Linked DNA regions of Gossypium hirsutum: region 2 is linked to region 1. Evidence: chromatin contacts called from public Hi-C data. All regions are on one chromosome and are shown on one strand. Each heading gives the region's core, a stretch centred on a gene start, on an enhancer-like site or on the middle of the called end of the contact. The rest is flanking DNA. Distances are from core to core; before and after follow the strand shown.

The links. A called contact is a pair of places that touch in the nucleus more often than the background predicts.
Region 2: a Hi-C map of leaf shows a contact between it and region 1, with 4 times the contacts expected there. The contact joins the promoter of LOC107886646 here to the promoter of LOC107886635 in region 1. A contact is called at or near these places in 12 of 34 Hi-C or Micro-C datasets (callus, hypocotyl, leaf and 1 more).

What each region holds. Positions count from the first base shown.
Region 1 is chrA03:102,779,183-102,784,381 of Gossypium_hirsutum_v2.1, reverse strand. It overlaps LOC107886635 (50S ribosomal protein L15, chloroplastic), which reads left to right and starts at 2,354. Exons shown (of 4, transcript XM_016810665.2): 1 at 2,354-2,567; 2 at 2,651-3,011. The coding sequence starts at 2,496.
Region 2 is chrA03:102,981,785-102,987,001 of Gossypium_hirsutum_v2.1, reverse strand. LOC107886646 (IST1 homolog) reads left to right here and starts at 1,517. Exons shown (of 6, transcript XM_016810682.2): 1 at 1,517-1,736; 2 at 1,884-2,016; 3 at 2,122-2,225; 4 at 3,511-3,682; 5 at 3,841-3,981. The coding sequence starts at 1,687.

The DNA of each region.
Region 1 (5,199 bases), core at 1,105-3,604:
AAAGAAAGGCTCTATGTTTCATAAAGATAGAAGCATATTATATAAGAGCAGAAAATCAAAGAAAAAAAACAAATCTAGAGTAATAGAAGAGCAAGCATAAACTGAATGATGCAAAACCCAGAAACAAATAGATTTTAAATAAAGCATAAAAGAAGAAGAAGAAGAAGAAGATTCTTCAACAGACTGATACAAATTCTAAACAGATGCAAAATCCAAATAGATTCTTCAACAAATGAATAAAAAAGGAAGAAGAAGATTTGAGTGAGAGAGGTGAAAAATTGAATGAAATACAGAGTAAAGCATAAAAAAGTTACATTGAGCTTTGTTTCAGGAAGGGAACTGGTCCAATTGGATGAAGAAAGAGAAGGACGGAAGGAGGAGGAAAGATGGAAAATGTCTTATAGAAATAAAATTGGTAAGACATTTTCCCCAAAATCCCTGCTCATTTTCCCGTGTTTCTAAATATTTTACCAATGTAAGTGATTTTCAAGCAAACAAACTCTGGAAAACTAGGAAAACATTTTCCGGAAAATGTTTTCCTGGTAAACAAATAGACCCTAAAATGACATACCATGCTAGCTTTTCAAGTTGTCAAAATTCCAAGGTTAACAATGGCTTCTTTCTCCATTTACAAATGGTGAAGAAGAAAATGAAAAAGATGAATAAAGCATTTTGGTTTTATTTATTTTAATTTAATTGATCAAATTACCATTTTAACCTTGGTTAATAAATAAATAAAACACCAATTTCATGCCATAATTGTCCACTAACTCCTTGAATGGTCTAATTACCAATTAAATCCCTTTTCCTTTATTCAACTAACCATTTAATCACTCAAATCAAATAGTGATCAAATTTTACATCTTTTACGATTTAGTCCTTTTTAATTAATTAACTATCGAAATGTTAAAATTTTTCAACGAAACTTTAAAACCACCTTAATGGCACTCCAATATTTACGGCTCGGTTTATAGAAACGAGGTTCCAATACCTCATTTTCTAAAACCATTTGACCTTAGGGTCTTACCACTAGAACTTAATTAATTGCTTAAATAATATAAATTATCACATCCAAAACTTTTTTAAAATCACATTTGACTCATAATAATATTTACGAACTTATTCGTCAAATTTATTGGCTCCGAAACCACTATTTTTGACACCACTGAAAAACGGGCTATTACAGATTCATTAGTGCAATTGGAATAAACTATGCGATATAAAAGAAGATGGGGGAATGAGATTCAAGAATCTATCTAAATTTAGTTTGGCCCTCCTTGCAAAATAGGGACGATGTTTAATGCATTACCCTGATTCGCTATTAGCTAGAACTTTGAAAGCTAAATAATATCCAAATGATGATTTCATGCATTTAGAGTTAGGTAATTACCTTTCTTATACCTAGAGGAGCATATGGACGACGAAGAGATTGCCGAAGAAATTGGGGACTCCAAGGAATGAACCAAATCATTAAAACCAAAGAGGCTACCCTTGATTAAAGCTTGTGGTTTCTCCTGGATTTCAGAATTAGAAGTCGGCAAAAATATAAAAGTAAATGGAAAAAAAAGAAGAAATTGGAATCCTTGAAGGGGTCAATTTTGATGCTACCTTGGAGTGCCAATTTCCAGAACATGAAACAAATTGGAGAAGAAACAAGACACAATGGATTTGGAATTCTAAAGCAAATTGGATGGATTTGAAGAGCGAATTGAATGAAACCCTTCAACTATGGTTGCTTAATCTTCAAGCCTTGATTAAATTTTTTAAAAATTAATTTCATATATTTTTTTAAAAATGGAATTTATAAATTGATTAAGAGGATGAGTGAATTAGATGGATATGCAATTGAGCATACTTAAATAATGATTAGTAGATTATCTTGAAAGATTTTAACACCAATCTTAAAAAACATAATAAAATAAACTATTTTTAATAAACTAAATAGACAAACAAAATTATAATATATAATACACCAAATAAACACACATATAACTATTCCCATTCAGATTCCCACTATAGCAAATCAAATGAATTATATATATAAATTTCCATTGCCTACTGATTCCATATGACTTAAGGATAGCAGCCAACACACTAACACTAACCCTTATGTGAAGATTAGGCTCCAAAGTTAGGTTGACCTCGGAACATGACTTGAGGAATGATTTTCGTGTTTAAAGAGAGAATTCATGGAACATATCCTGTTTTATCATTGAATAATTATTTTTAAATAATAAAATGAGTTGGATCAGGCTGAAAAATTTAGCCCAAGTCCACCCAAATCATACCCAGCCCATGAAGGCAGTACGGGCGGCGGTATTTGAATTAAAACATAGATTTACAAAAATGCCCTTAAAAACTAAAATAATTCCCTCGTCTCCTCTAAAGATTACACATCTTATCCGTTTCCACAAACATCAAAGTGTAAAGCATTTGAGCATTAAAATCATACATGACATAGCTTTTTACATTTCATCTTCAACATCTTCACTGCAATGGCAACCATGCTCTCACTCTCTCCAAATCCTCCCATCACAACTTTACCCTCTCTTCGTTCCAGTTTCAAGGTTCTTCTTTCCCTCTCTCTTTTATTTTATGTTCCACTTCGGATTGCTTACTTGAATTCCCCCTCCGCCCCTATTTGTTGCAGGGAAATCTGAGGAATTTAAAACCAAACCCTTTTCACATTATTCGTATCAGGACCAAGCAGCAAGGGGTAGAGGCACGAAAGGGGACACGGTCTTTAGTGGTTGTGAACCAAGCAGCAACAACCCAAGTGTCGGTTACAGCTTCTAATATGAGGTTTCGGTTGGACAACCTGGGACCTCAGCCTGGGTCAAGAAAGAAAGGGAAGAGAAAGGGGAGAGGAATATCGGCTGGACAAGGTGGGAGCTGTGGGTTTGGAATGAGGGGTCAAAAATCACGTTCTGGCCCAGGTGTTAGAAAGGGATTTGAGGGTGGCCAAATGCCACTCTATAGGCGTATCCCCAAATTGAGAGGAATTGCCGGAGGTAATCTTTATTTATTTATTTTTACTTCAAATGCTTTATTATGGAATTGTGGTTTCTGGGTTAGAATTCCTGGGATAATGGAGCTGGTGCTGGGGTGTTTATAAGTAAAATCATTTTCTTCTTCCCATTTATGGTAGGGAGCATAAAAAGCTTGTCTTAGGGAGAAAATATAAATATATAAATGTGCACATGTCAAATATTTATGGAAGATATTTCCAATGTAACTAAAAAGCTGAAATGCTAAACCAGTTTTTACTGAAATTTATCAACACCTCTAGTATTTTAATAAAACTTCGTTTACCCTTAGTAGTGCCCCTCCCAAGCTACCAAAATTATCCATTGTGTTGAAGGAGAAAATCTGAGGATGGTTTTACAAGGTAGAGATTCTGATGCTGATAATGCTTTAGAGGAGTTTGAAGGATTTTCCTTACTCATATTGTTAGGATTTTCTTTTTTCTTCTTTTGTGAATTTATTTTGAAGCTTAGTTGTAGTATCCGTTACTATGGAGCTCTTGCTTATCCTATGGCTAGTCTTAAGGCCCCAAAAGCTTTGTTCACATTTGCATTTGTGTTACAAAAGCCTAACCTTCTTGTAATATATTTTGAGATCAAATTGAATGAATCTAGTAAAAAGGGCAAGATAATGATTACCATTATTGCCTCATTTGAGAATTTGAAGAACATAAGAGAACTTAATATGCTAAATGGAACTAATTATTTAAGACAAAAATGAAGCCTTTTATTATGGTTAACAGTTTCACTGTGAAATATTGCTTTAGGGTTATTCCTACCCAAGTTTGCATAGAACCGCTTATATTGACTACATTCATTTTGAAGTAAATAGTGACTCACAGTGTACCCCTTCGTTTTCCTAGATATAAAAGGTTTTCATCATCTATTTGTTTAAATGAGTTAGGTCAAGTATATTGATCAAACAAGAGGAGGATGGAATTTGTTCTAAAACGAATTAGTATGTTTTTTAGAAAAGCAAGAGTATTTGCAAAATACTTGGTTTTGAAAATCAAGTTAGTAAGCAATAAAAATAAAAGAGTTGAGAGAGAAAAAGTCTGTCACTTTGAAACAATGACGAATTCCAAGCAAACAATATGCTTCTATTTCATATGTGGGAAGTAGTTTAATAGTTACCATTGGTGGTGAGATCATGTGATGATTGGCAGATTGATCAGTTTGAGTGGAATACTGTGCTCTTGTGCCCTTGGAGGGGATAAGCCTTTTGGCTTTTCAAAGACATCAGCAAAAGAATCCAATAGTGGCCGTAGCTGAGGTGAAGTGCTTATTTCTAGATAGTCACTACTAAGCAAGTAAGGTTGTCCAAGTACCTTGGGATCTTTTTCCACCGACTTTTGTAGCTTGCTATCCAGAATAATTTTCAGTTGGCCCTCTTGTTGTCCCCTTAAGAGTGATTTGCTGACCATCTTTTTGAAAAGAGAGAGTCATGGTTTTGAAATCAAACACGAGTGGTCTGTATGTCCTCATCCAATCTACCCCAAGCACCATGTCACTCCCTTCCAGAGGTAAGACTCTCATATCATATTGAAAGTGGTGTCCTTGCATACTCCATTGTAGTTGCATACATTTAGCTAGACTGTATAATATCTTTCCATTAGCAACTGGAAGTGATAAAGGCTTGGTTTGTTGAACCTCTACACCTTCCTTTGCCCATTTGGGAGTCACAAAGCTATGAGTGGTCCCACTGACCACCAAAATACTCACTGGTTTACCTTTGATGCTGCCTTGAATTCTAAGTAGGTTATGCCCCGTATTGCCAGTCAAAGCATTCATAGAGACCTCCAGCTCCTTCTCATTGTATTTTTGTTCCTTAACCTCTTCACCTTCTTGTTCCTCCAAGGAGTCATTCTTAGCTTCCATTTCTTCTGTTAAAGTCTCATTAACAGTCAATGAATTAGGCTGTTTGGTTTTGCAACACTGCCCAGGGTGAAATTTCTCTCCACATTCAAAGCAAAGGTTCAAGGCGCTCCTTTGGTCTATAAGATTTTGTTTGTTCAGGTTTTGATTCTGTATATGGATATTTTTTGGGGTGTGGGATGATACGGAGTTGTATTTTTCTGGTTTGGCAAGAAAAAGGTGGTAGTATTTGGTTCTGATGGTGGCTTTTGTCTTTTATTCTCAAGCACCAAGGAAAGTTCATGTAGTTTAGCTACCCTGA
Region 2 (5,217 bases), core at 268-2,767, 200 kb before region 1:
TCTTTGTATGGAATGGAGGTAGGTTCAATACTCCCTAAGTGGGGGCTTCGTCAAGGAGATCCGATTTCTTCCTATCTATTTATTCTTTGTACTAAAAGGCTTAGCTTTTTACTTCGTAACGTAGAAATGCAAGGAGTGATCTATAGGGTTTCTATTTGTTGTTGAGGACCTAGTGTGTCTCTATTTACTATTTTCGGATGATAACTATTTTTTTCTTTTGGGCAACTATGTGTCTCTATTTACTATTTTCGGATGATAACTTTTTTTTTTGGGGCAACTGTCCCTAAGTGCAATACTATTAAAAGTGTTCGGGCAACTTTCTTTTCTAGTTTCAACCTAGCCAGTATGACTTCAACTATGATAATGTCTTCGTAAGTCATGATCCTTGTGAACGTATCCACAGTTGACACGTGGTGCATTTCTAATCTACCTCGACAAGTACAAGTGATGAGTCCTCTTACATGCATGAAGCACATGTGTGATCTCACCTAGTTTATGTCAATCTTATCGTCGCCTATCTAAAAGTTCATTATTGCTCCTTAAGTGGCCAACCATGATAAGACTAGTATAAGCCATGTGTTAAAGGAATAGTCATCATCGCTTATAAAAACTCATCCTTGGCATTAAAGGTGTTTTTCTCTTTGATGACTCTTAATACCTCACCACCATGTGAATTGTTGTCTCTTTCCTTGTACTTCTTTTAATCATCAATAGTTCCTTCAAAATGGATCATAGCAATTTTGAAAATTTTGATAATTGTCTTGTCCAAACTTTTTTTTAATGTACCTTACGGCCCATTATAAGTCATCTTCCCAATTCTCTGCTCTTCTTTGTGCTCCCACTTTAATCCAAAATTTGTTGTCATATTTTATTAGTGAAGTAACAATCTGAAGGAAAAAAAAACTCCAATTTCATATGCTTACTTGAAAAGGAGGCAATCCTCTTCCAATGTCAAGCCTATGAAGCAAATCTATCCTAAAGTCTATTCAAGATTAACATCCAAGCTATCGAAGAGTGCTTTGGTATATGAAAGTTGGGTTACTTGATGAGAAATTACTTTCTCTTTCCTACTTGAAAATATTCATTGCCCCCACTCAATATTTACTTCTCATGACTTGCCATCTTCCTACATCACCTTGGGTAAATATATCTAATGTTTTATTTTTATTATTAAAATTTATATATTAGAAAAATATTTTATTAAAACTGATATTACATATTATGTGCATGTTAAATTCCACTTTTAATATTCGATATTTATGTAATTTTACTCAATTACTAGCTAAAAAAAATTTCATTATCATTTTCAGTAAAAAATTATTTATAATTTAAAGCTTTTTTATTGTCACAATATTTTAATTATAAAAATATTAATATATTTTAATTTTCAATATTTGAATAATATTATTTTATATTAATTATTTAAAAATAAAAATACATTAATTAAGTAATTAAAAAATAAAAATAAAAATGACCAATCCGATATAAATATACGAATTCATCAAATGCTTGTGTCTAATCTTGGTCCCAACGGATCCTAAAACCGATGATCTAAAATTCATGATCCCACTCCAAATGTATAAAACTATTAACAATATAGATTTTTGACTTTTCTCTGCAATTCATCGACGAAAAATATCCCCTTTTAATCATCACTAAAGAGATTCTCCTCTGTTGTATTCTAAAATGTCTCTCTTAAACCAATTGTTTAATAGAGGCGTTTTTGGTGCAAAATGGTTAGTTATTTTCCCCCGTATTCCCAATTGTTTTTATCATGTGCGACTTGATTCTGCTTTTTGTTCATATATATGTAAGCGATTCACTTTGGGGTTTTCTTTTTATATTTTTGCTAAAGTTTATTTTTGATCTGTACAATTGTGTAGTAAAACATGCTTGAGCTTGGCAATCTCGCGCATCAAGTTGCTCCAAAATAAGAGAGATTTGCAGCTCAAGAATATGAGAAAAGAGATTGCCCAATTCTTGCAGGCTGGCCAGGAACCAATTGCTCGAATTCGCGTATCTTTTTCAACTTAATGTTTGTTAATGGACTCATTGATCAGTTTATTTCATAATGATTTTGATTACCATTTTTTTCTTTTGCTGTTCTTGTTGTGGGGTTAGGTGGAACATGTAATCAGAGAGCAGAATATATGGGCTGCATATGAGATACTGGAGCTTTTCTGTGAGTTTGTTCTTGCCCGAGTTCCAATTCTTGAAAGCCAGAAGTAAGTTCAATTTTAAAAGCCTTTTAAGAACTTAGGCGTTTGCTTTATTGGTGTTGCCTAATGGTTTATTATTTGTCTCCTTTCCAGTATTTTACCATGCCCTTATTTAATCGGTAGTGGTTTTTTCTTCTATTCTTTTTGTGTTTTCAAGTTATATTGCATCAATAGTTAAACACTTTGCTGAGCAAAGCTAGAGGCTGAAATCTATATCTTTTAATTTACATATAAATACAATGTAGTTTTCAAGCTGATTGTTAATTGTGAAGTACAGTTCTTAATTCTCTTCTCAGCTGACAGCGCTGTTTACTCATTATCTTTTAGATGCTATGTGATGCATATACCATTGTTAAATTCTTACGTATGATCATCATTTATGTCTACTGGTTATATCCCAGAAACTTAATAATTATTCTATCATGATATCAGTCCTTTATGTTTTATTTGTTTATAACAAGTCCTAATCTTTTGTTTTTCCTGAAAAGTTCATAATGAGATGAAGGAAGAGAATTGAGTTAATGTTAGAAAGAAAATATATTATTGTATAGAAAATCTTTCAATAGTATAAAATTTCCATCATTTACTGAAAGGATCAATCTACTTTATTGATTCATTTTCTTCTGCTACACTCAGCATGCTCTGTTGCTGTAGGACATACAAATAATATTGAGGAGCAGGGTTGTGACACCCATCCTGCTTGTTCTATTTCCTGCAAGTGGCTCTTCTCTCAATCTGGATAATTTTCTTCCTTTAGAAATCATGTTAGGACTAAGAATTCCTGAGAGCAGGCAAGCCACTGATTTACCAGAGGGCAACTCTAATCAACATTGCAATTAAGGGAAGAGAAAATGTGGATACAAAATTTATTCGCATTTTACAATAATGGAACTAAAGCACTAAATGCATTCTTTCATTACAAAGCAAAAGCGCGGGTTGTTTAGTTTGATCAATTGCTACATTGAAGAAAATGAATGTGGATTTTACTGCATTAGGGGTATATTTTGAGGATACCAACTTGGGTCCATAGAAGCAACAGCTTCTGATTCTTTTCCAATTGTTTCAATAATGTTTGGGTGCATGATTGTGTGATAACTGATAACCACATATTTCTTCCAAGTTATGTTTTTGTATTATAATCTTACGTGTAACAAGTTATAATTCAAGAATTTTTATGTCATTCTCATTTGAATTATTTTGGTTTTCTTAGTCAAGAATTTGAGCATCTTAAGTGTTTTCATTTCTTTGCACAACCTAACTACCCATTTTAACATGTCTTTGCACGTAACAGAGACTGTCCTCCAGAATTACGAGAAGCTGTGGCAAGCATAATTTTTGCTGCTCCTAGATGTTCAGATGTGCCTGATTTATTGCAGATCAAGAATTTGTTTGCCACAAAGTATGGAAAGGAATTTGTCATTGCTGCAACGGAGCTTCGTCCTGATTCTGGCGTGAACCGTGCAGTTAATTATCATTAGTTCTATTTTCAAAAAATATATATCATTAGTTCATTTAAAATTCTCTTGTGTGGTTCAATGGTTTTGCTAGACTCGTGGAGTTTGCAACTTGAATAGATGATATGCCATTTCTGATTCGATTCCCTTTTCTTTCTGTCATCTAGATAATTGAAAAGCTTTCAGTTAGTGCTCCATCAGGTGAAATAAGGCTCAAAGTATTGAAGGAAATTGCCCAAGAATATAGTGTAGAATGGGATTCTTCTGGCACTGAAGCAGAGTTCAACAAGAAATATGAAGATTTACTGGTACACATAATTAAATAATTTTTCAGAATATTTTTTCTGTGGACTATGCATAGTATCTTCTGTTAGGCATTATCTTCTGGAGTTGTTTCTGGTTCATGATCCATGCTCTTGATATTTATAGTGCTTTCTTTGCTGTTTAAACCAGCTGCTAGAATCTGTTTATGCATCCTTGTTGTTTCTACCTATAATAGTGAAATGACTTAGAGAGTTCTGTTCAGATTTGTGCCTATTCATTTTGACATCCCAACATTATTTCTCAGGATATAATATAGTTCTTAGTACTCTATGAATTCAGATAATCAAAATGAAATTTCAAGTTTCCCCATCGTCAAAATCTGTTGACTTCGAATTATGTATCAGCTACTCTATAGTTCTCATGTTCCATGTTTATTGAGTTCTGTTTATAGTTTTCCTGTTGCCAATCTCTACCTTGTAGTGTTTGTTAACTTGCACTTTTTGAAATTGATTTATCTGACTGGTAAGAACATTGCTTCATTATACGACTGTTCTATTTTTTGTGACTCTATAGTTATTAGTCTCCCACATTTACCAAATTCTTCACCCATTTTTCCTATCACTGATCTCTACCTTGTGTTTTTGGTTGTTGATGTTCAATGTAAAAAACCAGAACCTATTGAAACTGACTTAACAGACATCTTAATGACAAGGCACTACTTTAAGATAATTTTCTATTGTTGTGAAGTAATATTTTTTCTGAAGATTTTCATGTGGATGTATTTTACATGATATTTTCTACAATTAGTGGCTTTTCAGCAAACAAGTCTAGAAACATAGTAATGTAAATTTTTACTTCAGAGAACTTTTTACAAGCTCTAGTATAACGTTGTGTCTCTGGGTCTAGAATTTTGGAAGGATTTGCGGCATTAGATATATCATTTATGTGTGAAACACGTGACTATTGGTTTTTTCCACAGATCAGAGTTGAAGAAATGATGGACAACAACTCAAACAATAGAAATTGAATAGGATAGATTGAAATGGAAGGATAAAAGAAGGGTGCCAAAGTTTGGAAGCTGCTCAAATTTGAAAATATAATATTACAGCTAAAATAATATTTTGCTGAATATAAATCTCTAAGATTATTTTATGCTAGGGTCATTTTCATATTACTAAACCTAGCCCAATCTTTCAAGGCTTACATGATCTTAAGTCTAAACCTCAAGAAAAAAAGGTCTCGTGCTAGTTATGTGATCACTATTAAAAAGAAAACTCTTT